Linked DNA regions of Mus musculus: region 2 is linked to region 1. The links are chromatin contacts, called in public HiChIP or PLAC-seq maps. All regions are on one chromosome and are shown on one strand. Each heading gives the region's core, a stretch centred on a gene start, on an enhancer-like site or on the middle of the called end of the contact. The rest is flanking DNA. Distances are from core to core; before and after follow the strand shown. Region 1 has its middle 7.2 kb from the start of Gm31369. Region 2 has its middle 13 kb from the start of Fam83f.

Evidence for each region. HiChIP or PLAC-seq counts read pairs in DNA pulled down with a chosen protein or histone mark.
Region 2: a contact with region 1 is called in an H3K27ac HiChIP or PLAC-seq map of SST interneurons, with 4 times the contacts expected there. The contact joins two enhancer-like sites. A contact is called at or near these places in 7 of 39 promoter capture datasets (the C10 cell line, cranial neural crest, embryonic stem cells and 3 more), 2 of 484 Hi-C or Micro-C datasets (bone marrow-derived macrophages and pre-megakaryocyte-erythroid progenitors) and 2 of 115 datasets of contacts at active chromatin or transcription factors (the NIH/3T3 cell line and SST interneurons).

What each region holds. Positions count from the first base shown.
Region 1 is chr15:80,444,073-80,447,505 of GRCm38.p6, forward strand. No RefSeq gene overlaps it. Among named protein-coding and RNA genes, the nearest start is that of Gm31369, 7.2 kb to the left of the region's middle. Within about 2 kb of position 1,554, at least 3 of the 459 cell types and tissues checked have an H3K27ac peak or open chromatin away from gene starts, as enhancers often do. A contact at or near this core is called in SST interneurons, where this site is marked.
Region 2 is chr15:80,657,383-80,660,815 of GRCm38.p6, forward strand. No RefSeq gene overlaps it. Among named protein-coding and RNA genes, the nearest start is that of Fam83f, 13 kb to the right of the region's middle. Within about 2 kb of position 1,924, at least 36 of the 459 cell types and tissues checked have an H3K27ac peak or open chromatin away from gene starts, as enhancers often do. A contact at or near this core is called in SST interneurons, where this site is marked.

The sequences.
Region 1 (3,433 bases), core at 304-2,803:
CTTTTTAAACCACAAGAACAAAGAAGATAGATGATACATACATACATACATACATAAGTAGATAGATAGATAGATACATACATACATACATACATAAGTAGATAGATAGGTAGATAGATAGATAGATAGATAGATAGATAGATAAGTAGATAGATAGATACATACATAGGTAGATAGATAGATACATACATACATACATACATACGTAGGTAGATAGATAGATAGATAGATAAGTAGATAGATAGATACATACATACATAGGTAGATAGATAGATAGATAGATAAGTAGATAGATAGATACATACATAGGTAGATAGATAGATAGATGATAGATAGATAAGTAGATAGATAGATACATACATACATAGGTAGATAGATAGATAGATAGATAGATAGATACATAGGTAGGTAGGTAGGTAGATAGATAGATAGATAGATAGATAGATAGATAGATAAGTAGATAGATAGATACATACATAGGTAGATACATACATACATACATACATAAGTAGATAGATACATACATACATAAGTAGATAGATAGATAGATACATACATACATACATAAGTAGATAGATAGATAGATACATACATACATACATAAGTAGATAGATAGATACATACATACATACATAAGTAGATAGATAGGTAGATACATACATACATACATACATACATAAGTAATAGATAGATAGATAGATAGATAGATAGATACATACATACATAAGTAGATAGATAGATAAGTAGATAGAACTGGAAGTGGGGCCAGGCTATCAACTCCCAAGTCCTGTTCCCTACGATACACTTCCTCCCAAAGGCAACTCTCCTAACCCCCCTCAAATGGCACCACCAACTGGAAACCAAATGTTCAAAAAGCGAGCCTATGGGAGACAATTCTTGTTCCACCACCACAAGGAGTCACTGTCTTCAGTTGTGTGCCCACTGATGACCCCAAGAGACTCCAGTGACCAGTTCCCATCCAGGGGTCACATAGACGGCCCTAGCTAAACGAAACGCCCCACAAAAGAAAACTGAAAGTCATGAATGTGAATAAGGAACTGGTAGGAATGGAGGGGGGGAGGGCTAATGGGAACAGGAAGGAGAGAGCGTGTGGAAAGCAGGCAGAATACATTATGTACCTGTATGAAACTGTCAAATAACATCAACAAAGCTTGGTGCGATGCTGTATGCCTAAGGGAGGCAGGAGGATGCCTGAGGTGCTGGCCAGAGATCCTATCTTAAAAAAAATAAGATGGAGGGTGTCCTGAGGAACATCTGAGGTTGACCCCCAACTCCCCAGCACACACATGTGCCTGCACAGACAAACAAATCCATAGTATATGGCATAGGGGACAGATGCTGAACTTCGGCATCATCGAACGCATAGATTGTGGTGTTTTATAATGGAATTTTACTGTTTCAATAGCTGCAAACGCCAGCAGCCGTATTTCTGCAGTAATTACCATATCTTTGGGAACTTTCTGCACCATCAGTGAGAAAACAGAATTCGAAATTACCAAACAAAATCATGTTGAAAACCCAGCTTCTTTGGAGCCAATTTACTCTTTCCCTGAGCCTGCCTGCTGATAAGAGGCAGCACATACGTCTGCCGTAACGACAATGTACTTGGCCTCGTCAAATTCCTCGGTCTTCTGCAAGAAATAAAAACCTCTCAATTCCATATCTCTAAGCCTATTTTATCACATCTCAAAATCCACTTTGTTGAAAATACAGTAAAGCCTTAAGAAGAGGTACCCAGAATACTAAATGCATTATGGAATCTCCAAGTTGCTCTGATGGTCACACGGAAGGGTTCCGTGCCCACTTGGGCACACCACGGTCACGGTGAGTTCATGTGGCAGGAAGGTTATTCAGCAAGGCCTCTGTAAACGTTCCCCAGAGTCAGAGTTTGTTTTTGTCAGCCCGAGAATGGTTCTTAGAAACCCACTCACCCCTGAGTTTCTGTGACATTTTCCGTACGATCGATGCCTTTACTTGTTACTCGGTCCTTTTCTGAGTGTGTAAAGGCCAACCTTGTTGTTACCAACAGCGCAGCCACTGTGGACGTGCTCAAACTCCTGACCTTCCTGTTGGCACATCCTGCATTCAGGCTCCCATTGTCGGATTGCCACCATCCAGATACAATATCCTTTCTGTTTCACTCAGAAAGTTCTGTCTCCTTCCACCTTCTTCTGGGTGCTTTCCTGCTTCTTCCAGATTCCATGTGGACTACAGTCCCTCTGGGTGATATTCCCGAACCCCCTCATCCTTGCCTGTGCCCTGTACCAAGCCCAGCCTCACCACCCTGTGCCCCTAGGTCCACAGGCACCATGTACTGAACCCCAGCTACCAACTCACCCATTCAAATGGCCACGGCGCTGAAGCTCTGACAGGGGTTCATCTATCTTCTTCACATTGTGTCCTGATGTCTGGCAAACTGCCTACGCCTAACAGTGCTTTATAAATATTTAAAGAACAAGCACATGAGTAATTTGACAGTAAGCAAACTGTAAAATATGTTTATAACTGCTTTATAATACGATCCCCAGTTCAGACTAAAACACTCTGAGAGTAACATCTCATGAAGTATTTTTAATATGAGGTAATTGCGGAGTCAATCAGAATAGACCCTCTCTTGATTTAAGCCAAGTTTTCCCTATTGGTTTAATAGAGTTGGCTAAATAGAAACTCACATAAGTGCTTATTAATTATACTAATTAGCAAATGGTTGTATTAAAATATATGAGCTATGTAGAACCTAGTTATAATTAGAAGTGACAATGCAGTAAGTGCATTGTGCAGTAAGTGATAAACGAGGGTGTTTCACAAAGAGGTGGTTTGTGTTGTAGTACCCCGCAGTTACTTGTGGGGTCCCCTGTTCAACATCCTGATGCAGCAGTGTTGGGGGATATGAATGGGGGAGGGAGGGTGTGTTTTGATTTTATACTGTTTTTTTTTTAAAGATTTATTTCCTTTTTATTTTATGAGTGATTGCCTGTATGGAGGATGTGTGTGCACTATGTGTATGCATCGCTTGCAGATTCCAGAAGGGGGCGCCATATCCTCTGACAGTGGAGGTACCGATGGTTGTAAGGTGCCATGTGAGTGCTGGGAACTAAACCCAGGTTTTCTATAAGAGCAGGAAGTACTTTTATCCACTGAACCAGCTCCTAGCATTATTCTTTCTTAATAATGTATAACTGAGAAGTGTTTGAGCCATAACAAACATGGGAGTAATATCCTTATTATAGCCCAGAACTCTGTGGATGGAGCTCCCAGATAAAGACGTCCAGGCCTTCTGGTGTCTTCTTAGCATTATATTCTAATGTACAAACAACTCTATGTGCCCAACATATCCTCAGAGCATTTGTCCTGGAATTTCATATTTCACCAGCTCTATGGTTAACGTTCATCAACAAAATTTTCCCAATTC
Region 2 (3,433 bases), core at 674-3,173, 210 kb after region 1:
CCAGGCTGGCCTCAAACTCAGAAATCCGCCTGCCTGTGCCTCCTGGAGTGCTGAGATCAAAGGTGCTTTTGTTTTGTTTTGGTTTGGTTTGTTTTGGTTTGGTTTGGTTTTTTAATAAAATAAAATTACTTTGGAGGCAAGTGGATTGCTACAGGTCTGAGACCAGCCTGGTGAACTCTACCTAGCGAGTTCAAGGCCATCTATAGCTACATAGAAAGACTTGGTCCCGAGATAAACAACAGCAAAACATTTTCAAGTGATAAAATAAAAAGAAAAGAGTCAGTTTACTAAGGTTGCAGGGGGTGGAGGAATGACTGGACCAAACGTGGGTACCTTTTAGGACAGGTCAGCTACTCTGTGTGGTGGCACACAGAGTAGGCATGTGTCTGTCTTGTGAAACCATGGAAACTATAGCAGTAAGCAGTAAGCAGTAAGCCCCCTGCCATAAGCTATGGGCTTAAGGTAATGATGCTTCAGTACAGACCCGTCCCTGGCTGTTGACACTAGGGGAGGCTACGCATGCCCTCTGGGGAGTTCTGTATCTTCTGTTTTGCTGTGAGCCTAAAATCGCTGAAAAGAAAACCCTACTTAAAATAAATAAATAAATAAATAAATAAATAAATAACCTGACTGTCACCATGTCTGATTTCACTGAGCTTGCAGTGAGAAGAGACATGTGTAGTTGGACCTAGGGAACAAATGGAAACCCACTCCAGGATGACCTCATTCCTGTACCAACTGGAGGCGTGGGAAGGTGTGGAAGGGAAGTCAGACCTGCAAGAAGCTGGGCATGCAGCTGCAGGTAGATCACGGATCTGGACTGGAGATAAAAGACTGGGGAGTCAGTTTTATCTTACATTTATTCATAAAGAGCACATTCGATAATTTTTGCAAGGGGATGTTTGTTTGTTTGTTTGTTTGTATCAAGTCCTGCCCCAGGCATCTACGGAGAGCCCCACTCAGCTTGAACCTGAGATGTGCTCATGGAGCCTGGACCAGAAGTACCTTAAACACAGGTTGCCATGATCTACCTGAACAATGAGTCTAAGAGTGGGCAATGCCTAGCTTGCTTGCTTCACGGGTACAACAGTACCATCCCTTGATCCCCTGAGCATCAGCACTGTCTCCTCTCAGTGGCTGTTGCAATTCTCAATATGACACATAAACATGGCAATCCCTGGTGAAGAAGAGCACACCACCACCCCCTCCAAAGTTTAGTTTGTGAAATAAACCTACCCAGAAGTTCTCAGCAGCCATTATCCCATATTCCACGGGCAAGACTGGATGCCACTCCTCAACCTGCCATATCCAAAAGGTTGAGCCAATCATTGCTGGCTTAGCCTTTAGGGAGAGATCCTATAGAAGGCAGGACCTGGGAGTCCCAGGTGGGGCCCTGCTGAAAGGAGGAGATGCAGGTGGGTGGAGCGGAGGGTGGCTGCTGAGATCAGGTACACAAGGAACATTAGAGGAAGGACTAGCTTGTTTATGACCAGCAGGCCATTCCATAAACATATCTTGGCATAATAAAGGCATGAGAAGGAGGGTGAGTGAGTAACCCTCCGCTCCCCTGAAAATGAAGTGTCTGCACAGATGTCTATGGCTGGCCACCAGCCTTTCTAGACAGACTCCTTCATTTACACCAAGCCAGCAAGTCAACGGAGATGGGTCCCGTGCTATTCAAAAGAATCAGCACTGCACATAGAGAGGAGGCTCTGTTCCTGCTCTGTGGACAAGGCCCAGGTCATCCCAGCGTCTTCCTGACCCTGATGTGAAATTCCTTTACCTAGGTGCTCCCAGTTAGCCCTTTATGCAGGTCATCTGTGGCCATCCCATTTCTCTACATCTGAATTCCCCAGGGGAGGCAGCAAGTGGTGTCTCATTCCCCAGCTCTGACCTGGTTATGGGGAAGTTGCTAGGAAACTGCTTCCCACGCTAGAGGAGGCTTAGTTACCATGGCAAGTCCAGATGGGTTGGGAGGGGGTGCAGAGAAAAGGGAGGGGGTATGCACAGCAGCCTGACTGTCCTCACTCTCTCCAGAGCTACTGGAGTTTAAAGAAGTGCTTTAATCTCTCGGAACCTCAATTTCTTCATCCATAAACAGAAGGGGCGGCTGGCTCTCTTCTTGCTCAAAACCCTTAGTGTGTGTAAACAGCATATGTTCAGTGAAGAGCTGGTCCAAGGACCCCTCTTAGGCAAGGTGCAACTCAGGGTGGGTGCAGACAAGGGATGAAGTAAATGTCTCTTTTTAAAAAGCAGTGGAGGAAATGGCAAGTGCATCTTTCCATGAAGACAAATAGAACTTGTGGAAATTCTGCCTTCTATTGGTAAAAACTTAAACTTCTTGAATTTTTGTTTGTCATTTGTTTGTTTTGAGACAGGATCTCATTATGTAGTCCTGACTGGCTTGGAATTCTTCATGTAGACCAGGCTTCCCTCAAACTCAAAGAGATCAACACCTCTACCTCTCCTGTTCTAGGATTAAAAAGTGAGCCACCAAGCTCTGTTAACTTCAAGGAATTTACATTTTAAGACCTTGGGGCACTCTAGCTCCATGTCTGAACTTGGAGTTTGGTTCTTTTTCCTTCTCTTTCTTTATATCTTTTTCTCTTTCTCTGCTTACTGGGTATGAAACTTAGGGCCTCATGCATATGAGGTGAGTGCTCTACCTCTACACCACATCCTCAGCTGTGTTAGTCTATTCTTGGTTTGTTGTTGTTGTTGTTGTTTGAGACAGGGCTTCTCTGTGTAACAGCCCTGGCTGTCTTGGAAATCCCTTTATAGAGCAGGCTGACCTAGAACTCACAGAGATCCACCGGCCTCTGCCTCCAGAGTGCTGGGATTAAAGGCGTGAGCCACCACCACCCTGGCTGCTTCACTGATTCTTATTATGCTCACCCCAGGAGACATTCCTCAGTTTCACACCAGTGTATCTGGTGTCAGGATGCTCCTCAGGCCTTTCTCCTCAGATATCCCATGGCACCTCCAATATTGCATGTTGTAGAGGGATCTACTGGTCCCTTTTTTCCAACATCCAAAATGCTTTTTACCATCATCTTCCTCTTCTCACAGTCACTGGACCAAAACAAAAAAACAAAAAAACCTTCATCTGTATCTGTCTTGTCTTGTTCCCTTCGTCCCATCCATCCCTGATTCCACCCCTCTTCCCCACCGTTGCTATTCTGCATTATTTCAAGAGCTTCTTCACCAGTCTCTTGCTCCAACCCCCACCTCTGTGGCTCGTTCTGCTGGACAATGTTCCCCATTGTCCTTGCTCAGAGAATCCTACTGTGAAAACACATTTCTTGCTTGTCTACTCGAGCCTCCCCAGGTCCTTTGTCCTCACCTAGTTGTCACTTTCTCCCAGGTGTCTTTCCTGAACTGGGTTTGGTCCCTTCCTGCATAGGTGCGCTGTGTTAGTGCTCAGACAACGGTT